Regions from separate parts of the Zea mays genome. Here region 1 is linked to region 2. Evidence: chromatin contacts called from public Hi-C data. All regions are on one chromosome and are shown on one strand. Each heading gives the region's core, a stretch centred on a gene start, on an enhancer-like site or on the middle of the called end of the contact. The rest is flanking DNA. Distances are from core to core; before and after follow the strand shown. Region 1 holds the start of LOC103629226 (transcription factor MYB59-like). Region 2 has its middle 92 kb from the start of LOC100272853.

Evidence for each region. A called contact is a pair of places that touch in the nucleus more often than the background predicts.
Region 1: a Hi-C map of leaf shows a contact between it and region 2, with 3 times the contacts expected there. The contact joins the promoter of LOC103629226 here to the enhancer-like site in region 2. A contact is called at or near these places in 6 of 25 Hi-C or Micro-C datasets (bundle sheath, ear, leaf and 1 more).

Annotation. Positions count from the first base shown.
Region 1 is chr6:42,756,888-42,762,692 of Zm-B73-REFERENCE-NAM-5.0, reverse strand. LOC103629226 (transcription factor MYB59-like) reads left to right here and starts at 2,745. Exons shown (of 1, transcript NM_001322953.1): 1 at 2,745-4,536. The coding sequence starts at 3,599. The coding sequence ends at 4,357.
Region 2 is chr6:42,561,514-42,568,098 of Zm-B73-REFERENCE-NAM-5.0, reverse strand. No RefSeq gene overlaps it. Among protein-coding and RNA genes, the nearest start is that of LOC100272853, 92 kb to the left of the region's middle. Within about 2 kb of position 4,623, at least 16 of the 20 cell types and tissues checked have an H3K27ac peak or open chromatin away from gene starts, as enhancers often do. A contact at or near this core is called in bundle sheath, ear, leaf and 1 more, where this site is marked.

The DNA.
Region 1 (5,805 bases), core at 1,496-3,995, 200 kb before region 2:
ATTAGTATTGTTTCTTTTTCTACGGTCTTCCTAAAGTCAATTGGATCTTTATTAATTCATGCATGTTGCATTGCTGCTAGTCTTTCGCTATCGAAAACAGTTGCTTTGCTGAGTGTCTGAAGCACTCGGTAAATCCTAGAAAACAATCGGCGAAGGCTTTCCCGAGTGTGACACTCGGTAAACTGTACATCGGCAATGACTTCTTTGCCGAGTACTTTTGGTACTCTACAAATAAAAGTCGTCGTCACGGCGCCAGTTGACGGTGACGGAGCCTATGCTGAGTGTCCACTGTACTGACACTCGACAAAGGCTCACTCTTTGCCGAGTGTCCACTATACTGACACTCGGCAAAAAAGCTCCCCGTGGGCCCCCTTTACCAGTTCCGTTGCCTAGCGTATTAGGCGGCACTCGGCAAATGCTACCTCTTTTTGCTGAGTGCCCGACTGACTAGCACTCGGCAAACGTATCACCAGTAGGCCCCTTTGTCAGTTCCTTTGCCGATTGCATTAGGAGGCACTCGGCAAAGCTTGCTGAAAGGGAAATATGCCCTTGTGCCATTTCTATATTTTTGGTGATTAGATGTACAACGCACTAGGTGAGAACTAACAAATGTTAAGCAAAGGTATATCTAGATGGATCAAGTATGAAGGCAAGTTCTAGATAACACACTAGGCGTGGAAGGGGCGTGAGTGCGGCGGGGCACATGCTGGGTGACGGCGATGGAGGGAAACAATGGGTCGCGGGCCCATACAACCGGCTATGTAAATGTTCTTTGCCGAGTGCCCACGATCTAGAACTTGGCAAAGTTTTTTAAATTTAAAATATACTTTGCTGAGTGTCCGTGATCTGGCACTTGGCAAAGACATCTTGGGCGAGTGTCCACTGACAAGCACTCAACAAAGATTGTTTTAATATTTTTTAAAAAACTTTGTCGAGTGTCGCCCGGCTAACACTCGGTAAACCATGCTTTGCGGAGTGTCTTATTTTGACATTCAACAAAGTATTTTTTTTATTTTTCCAACCAAGCTTTTTGTGGTTTGTTCCTACACTATGTAGACTAATATGTTCCATTTTGGTACAATTATAAAAGTGTTTGATATAACTATTAGATTTTGTTCGTTTAATTGAATTTTCTCAAATAATTGAGATTTGAACTGCAAGTCACTCAAAAAATGGAAAACGGTGAATGCAAAAATGATATTCATGCCCACGAAACATGACAATAAACTTGCCATCCAGTTATATAAAAATTGTATAAAACACAAACAAAGTCAGAAAATCATGAAACTTCTCTATATGTCATGATATCATATGTAGAGGCTGTGATAAAAATTTGAGAATGTTTCGAGAAAGTTGTGATGCACTACATATAGAAACCTAAGTATCCTACACATGAAATCATAGAGCTTCAATGTAAATCGACTAGGTTTCTACACATAGTGCGTGATAACTTTCACGAAACATTTTCAATTTTTATCACAGCCTCTAAATATGATATCTTGACATGTAGAGAAGTTTCATGTTTTTCTGACTTTGTTTGTGTATAATTTTTAAACAACTGGATATCATTTTTTGCATTCCGGTCATGTTTCGAGAGCATGATGCTCAAAAATTCCGGTTTTCTCCTTAAATCGGCCGTAACTTATGCTAAATAACATGGATATCATTTTTGTATTCACGTTTTTCTATTTTTCGAGTGACTTGCAGTTCAATTCTCAATTATCCGAGGAAATTCAATTAAACGAATAAAATATAATAGTTATAGCAAACACTTTTATAAATATGCCAAAATGGAACATGTAAGTCTACATAGTGTAGGAACAAACCACAAAAAGTTTGGTTGAAAAAAAAACAAAATAAATATATACTTTAGCGAGTGTCCAAGGCAGGCACTGGGCAAAGGTAACGACCGTCAACTATAGACGGCTGTTGACGACCCTTTGCCGAACGTCGTCGTTCACCGAGTGTTTGGCACTCGTCGCAAAGAGGTCTTTGCCGTGTGTCTTCCTATGCCGAGTGTCCTGCTCTCGGTAAGCGTGGTTGTTACCGAGAGTAGGACTTTATCGAGTGCGGCGCTCGACAAAGATTTATTTACCGAGTGCTTGATAAAAAACACTCGGCAAAGAGCCGGATTCTAGTAGTGTTTTGATTGCTAGCAGGCATGATTATTATATATATATATATTACCGTTTTATACTTTATGTTGATCACAAAATTAGTTGATTGCATGATGCTTAACGAAAATCCGAATGGCCATGGCTACAAAATAATGAAAAGGCTCGCACGCTGGTTCGTGTGTGGTTAACAAGTTTTCCGAAACTTAATGATTCGCTGGTGCAAATACGTGCGCAAAGAACGACAAAGAAGCTAAGGGTGCAGGAGCAAGCAAGAGGGGGTGAGGTGACTCTAGAAAGCTCATCCCAATTGCAAATGCTGACACATGATAGGAGGAGCATTTCTCAGTGCGGGGTGCCCATCACTGACCTCACCTCGCACTAGCTTGCTTGCTAGCTTTTTTCCATGGATCATCGATCGTCGTCTTAGCAGCGGCACTTGCCTTGCATTTTTCATTTGCCAGATCTACCCCACCGCTAGTAGTTGTTGTAGTACTATACTACACTCCTCTCCTTCTTGGCTAGCTAGCAATTCAACCAGCTCTCTCTCTCTCTCTCTTTTGTATGTATGTATATGTGTATATAAATAACCGTGCACGCAGTGTGACTAGCAAGCAGTACACAGAGGATCTGGTAAGCAACTAAGCAAGTGTACTGAGGACGGAGGCATCGATCCAGCGTTCCAGCTAGCACGCACGCAGCCAGCACCCAGCACCCAGCAGTAGAATCTATATATCGTACGCAAGTAGTGGATCGAGGCATCTATCTGCAGTCCCTTTCTTCTTCTTCCTCTTGATTGATAGGTGCGCCGAAGCTTGTTTTGTTGGGTGGCCTTTGTCTCTGTCGTCTCGTCTCGTCTCGTCTTCCGCCCGGCCGCCACCACCTGCAGGCTATACTAGCTAGCTATTAAGTCCGGCCAACCAAGCAGCTCGATCAGGTCGGTCGACGGCGGGGACAGTTCGGAGGGAGGAGGCGGCCGGAGACCGAAGGACGCCTACCATCAACTCGCGGTCCTGGCCGCGCTGCCGAAAAATTAAAGGAAGAGGACGAAGGCTGACCGATGGACGATCGTTATCCTCATCATCAGTCGTCGATGGCGACACCGGCAGCAGCGAGCAAGATGAGCAAGAAGCTGCAGGGCGGTGGTGACCGTAGTAGTGGCAGTAGTAGTAGGGGCAGCGGCAACAGTGATAAGCAGCAGGTGCCGGCGGCGGCGATGAGGAAGGGCCCGTGGACAGAGGAGGAAGACGCTCAGCTGGTATGGTTCGTCCGCTTGTTTGGTGAACGCCGGTGGGATTTCTTAGCAAAGGTCTCAGGTTTGCGCGGTGGCGGGTGCATCCGATCCCCAAGCATGCATGCATGCATGCATATGTAGATGCATGCGTGCGTGGGGATGGATTGATGTAGGATGGGCTATGGCGATGGGTGTTGATTAACCATTTCTTTTCTCTCTCTCTTGTGCGTGCCCTGCTTCTTCTCTGTGCATGCGCATGTGTCGGCGGCGTACTCGTGCAGGTCTGAGGCGCACCGGCAAGAGCTGCCGCCTCCGCTGGGTCAACTACCTCCACCCGGGGCTCCGGCGCGGCCGCATCACCGCCGACGAGGAGCGACTCATCCTCCAGCTCCACGCGCAGTGGGGCAGCCGCTGGTCGCGCATCGCCAGGAGCCTCCCCGGCCGCACCGACAACGAGATCAAGAACTTCTGGAGGACGCGCGCCAGGAAGCAGAAGGCGGCGGCGCAGCAGCAGCAGCAGCAGCAGGACAGCCGGAGCAGCAAGACGGCGACGGCGTCGGCGTTCTCAGGGTCAGCGTCGTCCGTGACTACCACCACGTCCAGCTGCTCTGGCTCTCCTAGTCCGACCAGCCGCGGCTGTGGCACGGCCACGTCATCGTCCGCTCTGACCGAGTCCGCGCTGCGGCAAAGCGGCGGCGAAGACGAGGACGCCGAGCTCGACGAGGCGTCCACCACCACCACCACCACGGCAAGCCAGCGTCAACACCAAGACGACGACCACCAGCAGCAGCACCAGGAGTGCTACGCCTCGGACCACTTCTGGAACGACATCGCGGCGGCGGAGGCGGCCATCTACATGTTGATCGACGGCGGCTGGACAGGGTCCGGCCCCGGCCATCCCGCCGCCGATCCGCCTTCGTCGCCGGCGTGGGAGTACTGCTCTGATTACTCGCTCTGGAGGATCGACGACGACGAGTACTACGAGAAGATGCTCGACTCCTCCTCCTGATTCGATTATCCAGCCATCACACGCATATGCATATCTATCATTAGCTTATTTCTTTCTTTTTTTTGTGCTGATTAGTCTAGCATACAGCAGCTATGAGAATCCAAAGCTTCGGTTCGGCTTTCGTTGCATCTCTTTGTATAATACTGTAACATATCTATATATATATATGTATGATATGATACTGCTCTCGATCATATATATTGTACCAATATGTGCTAGGATATATAGACATGTAGTATAATCATCGTCGTCGATCGTGTGTTTAGTGAAGAATCAGATGATGAGGCGAGACACAACACAATCGATTGTAGTGTGTCCTGCTGCATCTATGTATTTATTCATGTACTAAGTACTATATATATATATAAGTGATGATGAGATTGTATATGATTCAGTTCGACAAATACATTCTTCAGTAGTTTCTGAGAAACTATATATGCTTGTTTGTCCTTGATGGATCTTGATGCATGTGCAACCTGTCTACTTTTTTCAGATAAAATAATTCCGATCCTGGGCGAAACCCGGCCGAACATCCAAGGTTTATGCGCTTGGTTATATTGTAATAATACTCCTATATAATCCACCCGAAGCTTACTCCTAATAATTAAGTTCTGACAGGACTTGTTGAGTTGCAACTCAAGTTATGTGCAACCTGAACCAGAATAATCTGCACCTCGGATCGAATGAACTTTTTACATTATGATGGGAAGAATAATAATCTATATGCATGTCGAACTTGATGCCATGGAATGGAATGGAAGATGGGAGGAGGGATATGATAGAAGAAGGTGTACAAGGCCCATGCATTGGAGCATCTTTCAAATAAACCGTCCATTCAAGAGCTCATTTCACCCCTCATGTCTAGCTAATAGTACTTTCTATCTTAGCATAAAAGTTTTATACCCTACTAGGTTACAACCCTGCACTAGCATGACACTACCTATGCACTAAAGAGATCTGTAATACCCAAAATATAGAATGAGTGAATTAGTTCTTTAAATTATAAAGATCTGTGTGATTTCTCTCTTTCAGTGTGCATATGAACAGTAAAGACTTGATTAAAACAACTAATAACCAACCAAGTGAATGAAATAGTGATGCATCATGTTGGTATTTATGTTTGTCGCATTCAATTGACTTAGAACACAAATGTAAACTTGAAACTTAAAGTTGGATTTGGGAATAAAATAGAAAACCGAAAAATGAAATAGAAAAGAAAAAAAAACTGTTTTGGGCCGGAATCAGCATCAGCCCACCAAATCCCGTGCGCTCCTAGCGAACCCAGTTTGGGGTCGACTGCATCACGGCGCCATGTGGAGTCGTGTGACTAGTCACTCTGTCACGCACGCGCTTCATCCGTAGTTTGGTGGCGTGTGGGCCCCACTTGGCGAACATCCTTCTCCACGTGTGTCGTCGCTCCGACGCTTCCCGTGGGCCTCGCTGTCAAC
Region 2 (6,585 bases), core at 3,374-5,873:
TCAGCCTTGCTTGTGGCATAATTGTTTTACAGGTTCTTTGGAGGACATGGTTGCTGGAGTGACTTGGCCGTCCATCTTGCCACCGGGTTGGACTGTCAAATGGGACCCCGCCTCGGCTGAGGAGGAGCATGAGGAGTGATGGGACAGGCTTCCCCATCTCTTTGTTTATTTATCGTTAGTTTTATTCCGCTGCATTTCGAACAATGATGACTACTTTTGCTAAAACTCCGATGATGATGTAATATGTTTAATAATCTTTAATGTATGATTTTATGCTTTATTGTATTTGCTCTGTGACTCACCATCGAGTGAGACTGTGGTACTTGATCCTGTCAGTGGCCTCGTCGGGCTAGATCCGAGGGATTGACGGGTTATTCCCATTTAAGTGTGGTCTAGCCTCTAAGGCGGGACTTAGGCACTTAAGTTGGAATAATTCGGGTAGTTCCGCCACAATTAGAGTCAACTTTAATTGATCAAATTGTGGAAGCTCAGAAGACGGATGCTGGGATAACTCATATCAAGGAGCACATGGCAATGGATCCTACTACGTGTTTCCACATGGATAACAAAGGTATTCTTTGGTTTAAGAACCTATTAGTAGTTCCAAAGATTCCTGAGTTGAGGCAACAGATACTGGATGAATCTCATACTTCCCGGTATTCTATCGATCCTGGGAGTAACAAGATGTATCGAGACTTGAAATCGCAATTCTGGTGGACTAAGATGAAAATTGAGATTGCTCGTTATGTTGCTAGGTGTGATGTTTGCCAACGAGTAAAGGCTATACATCTAAGGTCTGCTGGGTCATTGCAATCATTACCTATTCCAGAAGGAAAATGGGAGGATATTAGTATGGATTTCATCGTAGGTTTGCCCAAGACTTCCAGGGGTTGTGATTCTATTTGGGTAATCATGGACCGTTTCACCAAGGTTGCACATTTTCTACCAGTAAAGACTAGAGATTCAGTGGTTTCCTACGCCAAATTGTACATTGCATGCATCCTGAGCCTGCACGGTGTGCCAAGGATGATTATCTCAGATCGTGGTCCTCAGTTTGTGGCCAAATTCTGGGAAGGGCTGCATACGTCTCTTGGTACCAAATTAATTCATAGCTCAGCCTACCATCCACAAACCAGTGGGCAGACCGAAAGAGTAAATCAAATCTTGGAAGACATGTTGAGGGCGTGTGTGTTAGCCTATTCTGAAAAATGGGATGAGTGTTTGCCGTTAGCTGAATTCTCCTACAACAATAGTTACCAAGAGAGTATCCAGATGGCACCTTTTGAAGCTCTTTATGGGCAGCAGTGCCGAACTCCACTCAACTGGTCGGGGCCCGGTGAACGGTTTTTCTTTGGGTCGGATTTAGTAAAAGAGGCAGAAGAAAAGGTGAAACTTGTTCAACACCGTTTGAAGGTTGCACAACACCGTCACAAACGTTATGCAGACAAGCGGAGACGACCCTTGTTTTTCCAAGTTGGAGATTTTGTGTATTTGAAGGTTTCACCTATGAAAGGGGTAAATCGTTTTGGCATTAAAGGGAAATTGGCACCACGCTATGTTGGCCCTTTTGATATATTAGCACGGTGTGGATCTGTGGCTTATAAGGTGAAACTACTTGAACATCTTTCGGCCATACATAATGTATTTCATGTATCCCAACTTAAGAAATGCCTTCAAGTGCCTCACAAAGTGGTAGAAATTTTTGATGTTGATCTGGAACCGGATTTGACTTATTCCGAGCACTCTATAAAGATTGTAGATCAACAGGAAAGGGTTACCCGCAGAAAGACTATCAAATTCTACAAAGTGCAATGGAATAAGTATTCCGAAGATGAAGCTACATGGGAATCTGAGGAGTTTTTGAATAATAAGTTTCCTAAGTTTTTAGAGTCTTGTAAATCTTAAGTCTATTGTAAATTCTACTTAATGTAAACTGACTGGGGCACCCACACCCCCTGCCTTGTAACAGAAATAAGGAAATGAGATTGTGACGTGTTTCCTTTTCCACTACTTAGCCTCGAGCCTTAATCTCGGGACGAGATTTCTTTTTAGGGGGAAAGGATGTAACACCCCTGGTGTTACTGGGAACTAAAACTTGGCATGACATCATATGCATTGGCATCTTTGTATTGTAAAACACTTAGATTGCAGTCACTAGGACCAAGGAAAAAAACTCAAAATGAAATGTGGTAATGAATAGAGAGTGGAAAACTAGTTTAAAAACTCCAGTTTTGGTCCAAAGGATGAAATATGAGATCTCTCCATAATTTGCCAAAAATTAAAATACCAAAGTTGTAGAGCTTCCAAAACCAAACAATTTTCATGTGTTGAGATTTTCAAGTTTTGAAGAGAAATTTGGAGTAATTTGCAGATTTCAGATTTAATACAGTTTTGGTTCAACTAAAAACAATTTGCTTTACCTATTTCTGGACCCCTGTATGTTTTAATCTGGGGGCTTTTGGCAAAAGGTTGCTATAGTAAACTTGTAGATTAACTATAGGAGAACAAGTTTTATTAAGTATTGAAGCTCTAAATCTATATGAAACTGGTAGAAAAAGGAGGCTAAAGATGCAGTGTTCAGTTTGGAGAATCAGACTTAGATAAAAATTCAGTCTTGCTGATTTTTCAGTCTGAAGCAGATTTGGGATACTCCTTAAGGGCTGATCCATGTAATTCTGGGCTATGAGTGCTGTACCAAAGTGGAATCCCATACTTTGGTGTGCAGATTTGATTAAGGGTCATGCCACTAATGCTGTATAAAACTGGTGGAAAACTTAACCCAAAGGTCCTATCCTCAAATCTAAAATTTCAGACTTAGTGCAGTTCAGATTTTAGAAATGTGTATAATTGGTCTAACATTGGGGCCCTTTTGTAGATGATTAGTGGAGTATTGGGCCATATTTTCTATAGAGAAATTGTAGATTACCTATCAGGGCACAAGTTTGCTTAAGGGAGGCTGGTTTGGTTCTACACAAAAATTGCAGAAAATGGCGCCTACAGATGGATTGTCAGACCCTCGGAGTTTCAGATAATAAATAGTTATCAGATCTGAATTTCAGTGCTGGGCTCAACTTTGGAGCTGGGTGGTGCTTATTATAATTGGTTTTGGACTAGGATCTTTATAGAAAAGCTGAAGAGTACATATTGGTGTACAAGTTTACTTAACAATGATTAACTTGGTACCATGTAAAATAAGTAGTTAAATACCCCCAAAGTTGCCTTGACAGTCTGCAATTCTGGGTTCAGTTTCAGTAAACTGAAATTATGGTTTCTGTGTGATATGCCTCACTTTGGGGCTCTATAACTCGAAACCTGTAAGGTATTGACTCTGGAAGTTTATAATAAACTGAAAGATCAATGTTCAGTGAATAAGTTTGATGTGGGAGGGTAGCTCTATTCTTATAAAAAAAATTGGAGAAACGGAGGGGACAAGGTGGCTGCTGCTGTCGACTGAAGTAGATCAGAATTTTGCAAAAGAGAAAAAGAAGAAAATCAGAGAAACATATCCATCTCCACCTGTGCTCTAGAGATTTCTAGTGTTTGTTAAAAAGGATATTCGTGTCCTGTGGAGGGAGTAACTCATCCCAGCTTTACCACTGCAGGGATCAGAGCCCCAAGCGGTGAATCCTGGCCATAGTGACTCAGCTGCTTCCTGTTTGGTTTGTTGTCCAGCATGCAGCAATGGAAGGACTGGAGTTGTCCTGTGCTTTGATCGGCGTGGGAAGTCTGTAGATTGTAGAAGGGAACAACTTAACCCTAGTTGGCCACTGTAAAAATAAACCCAGTGCAAATCCAACCACTGCCCACTCGCGTGTTTGACCCTAGTTAAAGGAAATAGTGACCAGGGGGAAAACTGAATCCATATATGTATCCTGAGCGAGTTCTTGGCTTCCCCACTATGTCATACCCTCTCTCGACCTCTGTGAAAAACCCTTAAGCCCTCTCTACCTCTCGGTCTTGTTGAAGGGGCCAGAACCTTGTGTAGACGCTGAAAGTGGTGACCACCCTCCAAATCTTTTATCTTCTCGTGGCCAGTCCATTCAGAGAGGTAACATGTTCAATCTGTTCACGTTTTAGAACCCTGAGGCAGTGGTGATGCTCAAAGAATCTTCCTTTTGGATTCTATCGCAGTGTCTTCACCGGAACGTCGTCATGTATCCGGTGAGCACCGTTGAAGGCTGTGTCAACGTCGACCAACCCAATCATAGCTTCTCCGAGTGAACTTCGGTGAGCACCATGTACATGAATGTTCGCTAGTGCTTATCATACCTTTAGATTGAACTTTACCGTACTCATCACCTTAGTTCACCTCACCGGCGTTCACTGGTCCACGGTCACTGTGGATAAGTAGGTCCTAGACTGTTTGGGATCAATTAAATTAAGGGAAATAGTTAGTTAGCCTCGGAAATCGAGTAGATATGTTCAGCTTCACCAGAGAGGATCTCCAACGGCGAGCCCAGTCGTGGTTTGGCCGGCGGGGAGGTATCCACCGTCGAGGACGGAGGTTTGTAAATAGGAAGGAAGCAAGGGGCCTATATGAGATTGTCAGTGAGAGGGGGAAAATAGTGTTAGACCTTGTATCTAGTTATCCAAATTGGCAAGGGCCTCATCGGAAAAGGTCCCAAGGCGGCGCGGGCTGACGGCGTGTGGCTGGTTTCTCCGCTGTTAGTGGCCGCATGGGTCGGTTTCGGCCCAGTCACTATTGCATTTTTTCCTTTTTTTTCTTTTTGTTGACAACTTGTAAAATGCACCAGGAAATGTAGAAAAATGCAAAAATTGTGAAACCAATTTTGTTGAATCCGCAAAATTTTGTAGTTTCTGCTAGGAACAGTTTTAGGATTTTTTCAGCAATAATTAAATTTTTGGGTAATTAAAAGTGCCCCTGGAATGCATAAATGAATTTTAGAAATAAAACCAGAGCACCAAAAATTATGAGAATTCGTGGAGAAGTTATCTATCACTAAAATAGTCTATGGTAAAAATGTGAACCTATTTGGAATTGTTTGACCAGAGAACCTTAAAATAGCTAAATGAGGGAGTTTAAATTAATAAAACTTGGTGTTAATATATGTTTACCTCAAATTGGAACTCTATCAATTGAAGAACTGCAAGTTTGGTAACTTGTAGTATGTTTACTTCTCTGGGTGGTCTTAGTAAATTCACATTGGGCAACTTGAGCAAAATTGGGTAGTATAGAAGGGTGGATAGTCTTAGCCTATACTTGTTTTGAGAACTTGATGTTTCTTCTCCTCTCCCTTGCGAGAGTTTGCATAGCATATCATTACATAAGCATTCATATACTTCGAATTAACTTGTAGAGCACCTTGAAGAAGAATTTGAAGTGGAAGTAGAAAGGGAGCCTGTTCCTCCATCTGAAATTCCTCCCACTGAGACTGTCATCGAAGGTCCTCCGGAAGGTGCCCCATTTGGATTTGCTGCTAACTGTAATATCCTGGTAGAAGAACCCGACTCTCCTCCTCACCAAGGCAAGCCCCAGTGCATTTGCCACCTCCTTGCTGTTTTTAAACTTTTATCAGTTATATGTTGCATTAGGTGGTAGGAGTTGAATGATTAAACCTTTGTTGCATAACTTCCTTGAACAATTGATTACCATCCTTGATACCTGTTTTAAAAAGGCAGATGTGCTTAGTATGCTCATAGACTAAGAACAAAATGTTTTGATCTATGAATCATGTTTTTACAAAGAAAAAGAGGCTGGAGTGATGAAGGTATCAAAGGCCTTGATGACTTCATCATTTTAGTAGGGTACCTCTGACAGGTACCAGGTTTTCAAAAATAATTTAAGGGGAGACCAGACGTTGAGCAGGAAAGGTCGCCCGTCTGTGTCGATTAAGGACCGTTCCGATTGTTGGCCTGCTGATCTAGGACCCTTTAACTGGCCACATGCCTCATCATGGGTAAGCTTAGCCTCGGCTGGACCAATACCAGAAAGGCCGGCCCGTAATGGGAGTGGAGAGATGGCGAGAGTATCGTGTATCCACCTGACAAGATGCTGGATGGTGGGGTACTGAGCTCTCGGTTGGCGGGGACCCGTTCTGATCTTGAGAAACCCGTGGGCGAGTTGACATATGCAAGGGTTAAGTGCTACATATGTCGTGTGGTTGGAGATCCTCAGCTGAGTATTAACCGATTCGGATCGCCGAACTTCTCGGATATCAAGACTGGATCACTGCCCTGCATCGTAGATAACAAGTGAAACTAAAGCTGTTAAAATGAAGCTAGTGTAGGACAAGTGAATGCTCTAGATTAGGCAAATCTAGACTCAGGAAAAGTACTTAACTTGTGAAGTAAAAGTTTGGCTTAAGGATCCACTACTAGTAAGCTTTTCTGCAAAACTGAGTCTTTGAAATTTGGTAAGCCTTACCTTGATTCCCAACAACTAGCATATCCTTGAGAGTCTTTTTCTTTAGTCGGGTCAGTCTTGCTGAGTATTTCCATACTCAGGGTTTATCCCATTGTTGCTGCAGGAGAAACTATCAACACGTATGAGTTTTGTTAAACTCATAATGGTGACTTTTAATTGTGTGCATTATGTGTGTGCTGCGGGAAGATGGTTGCTTCCCA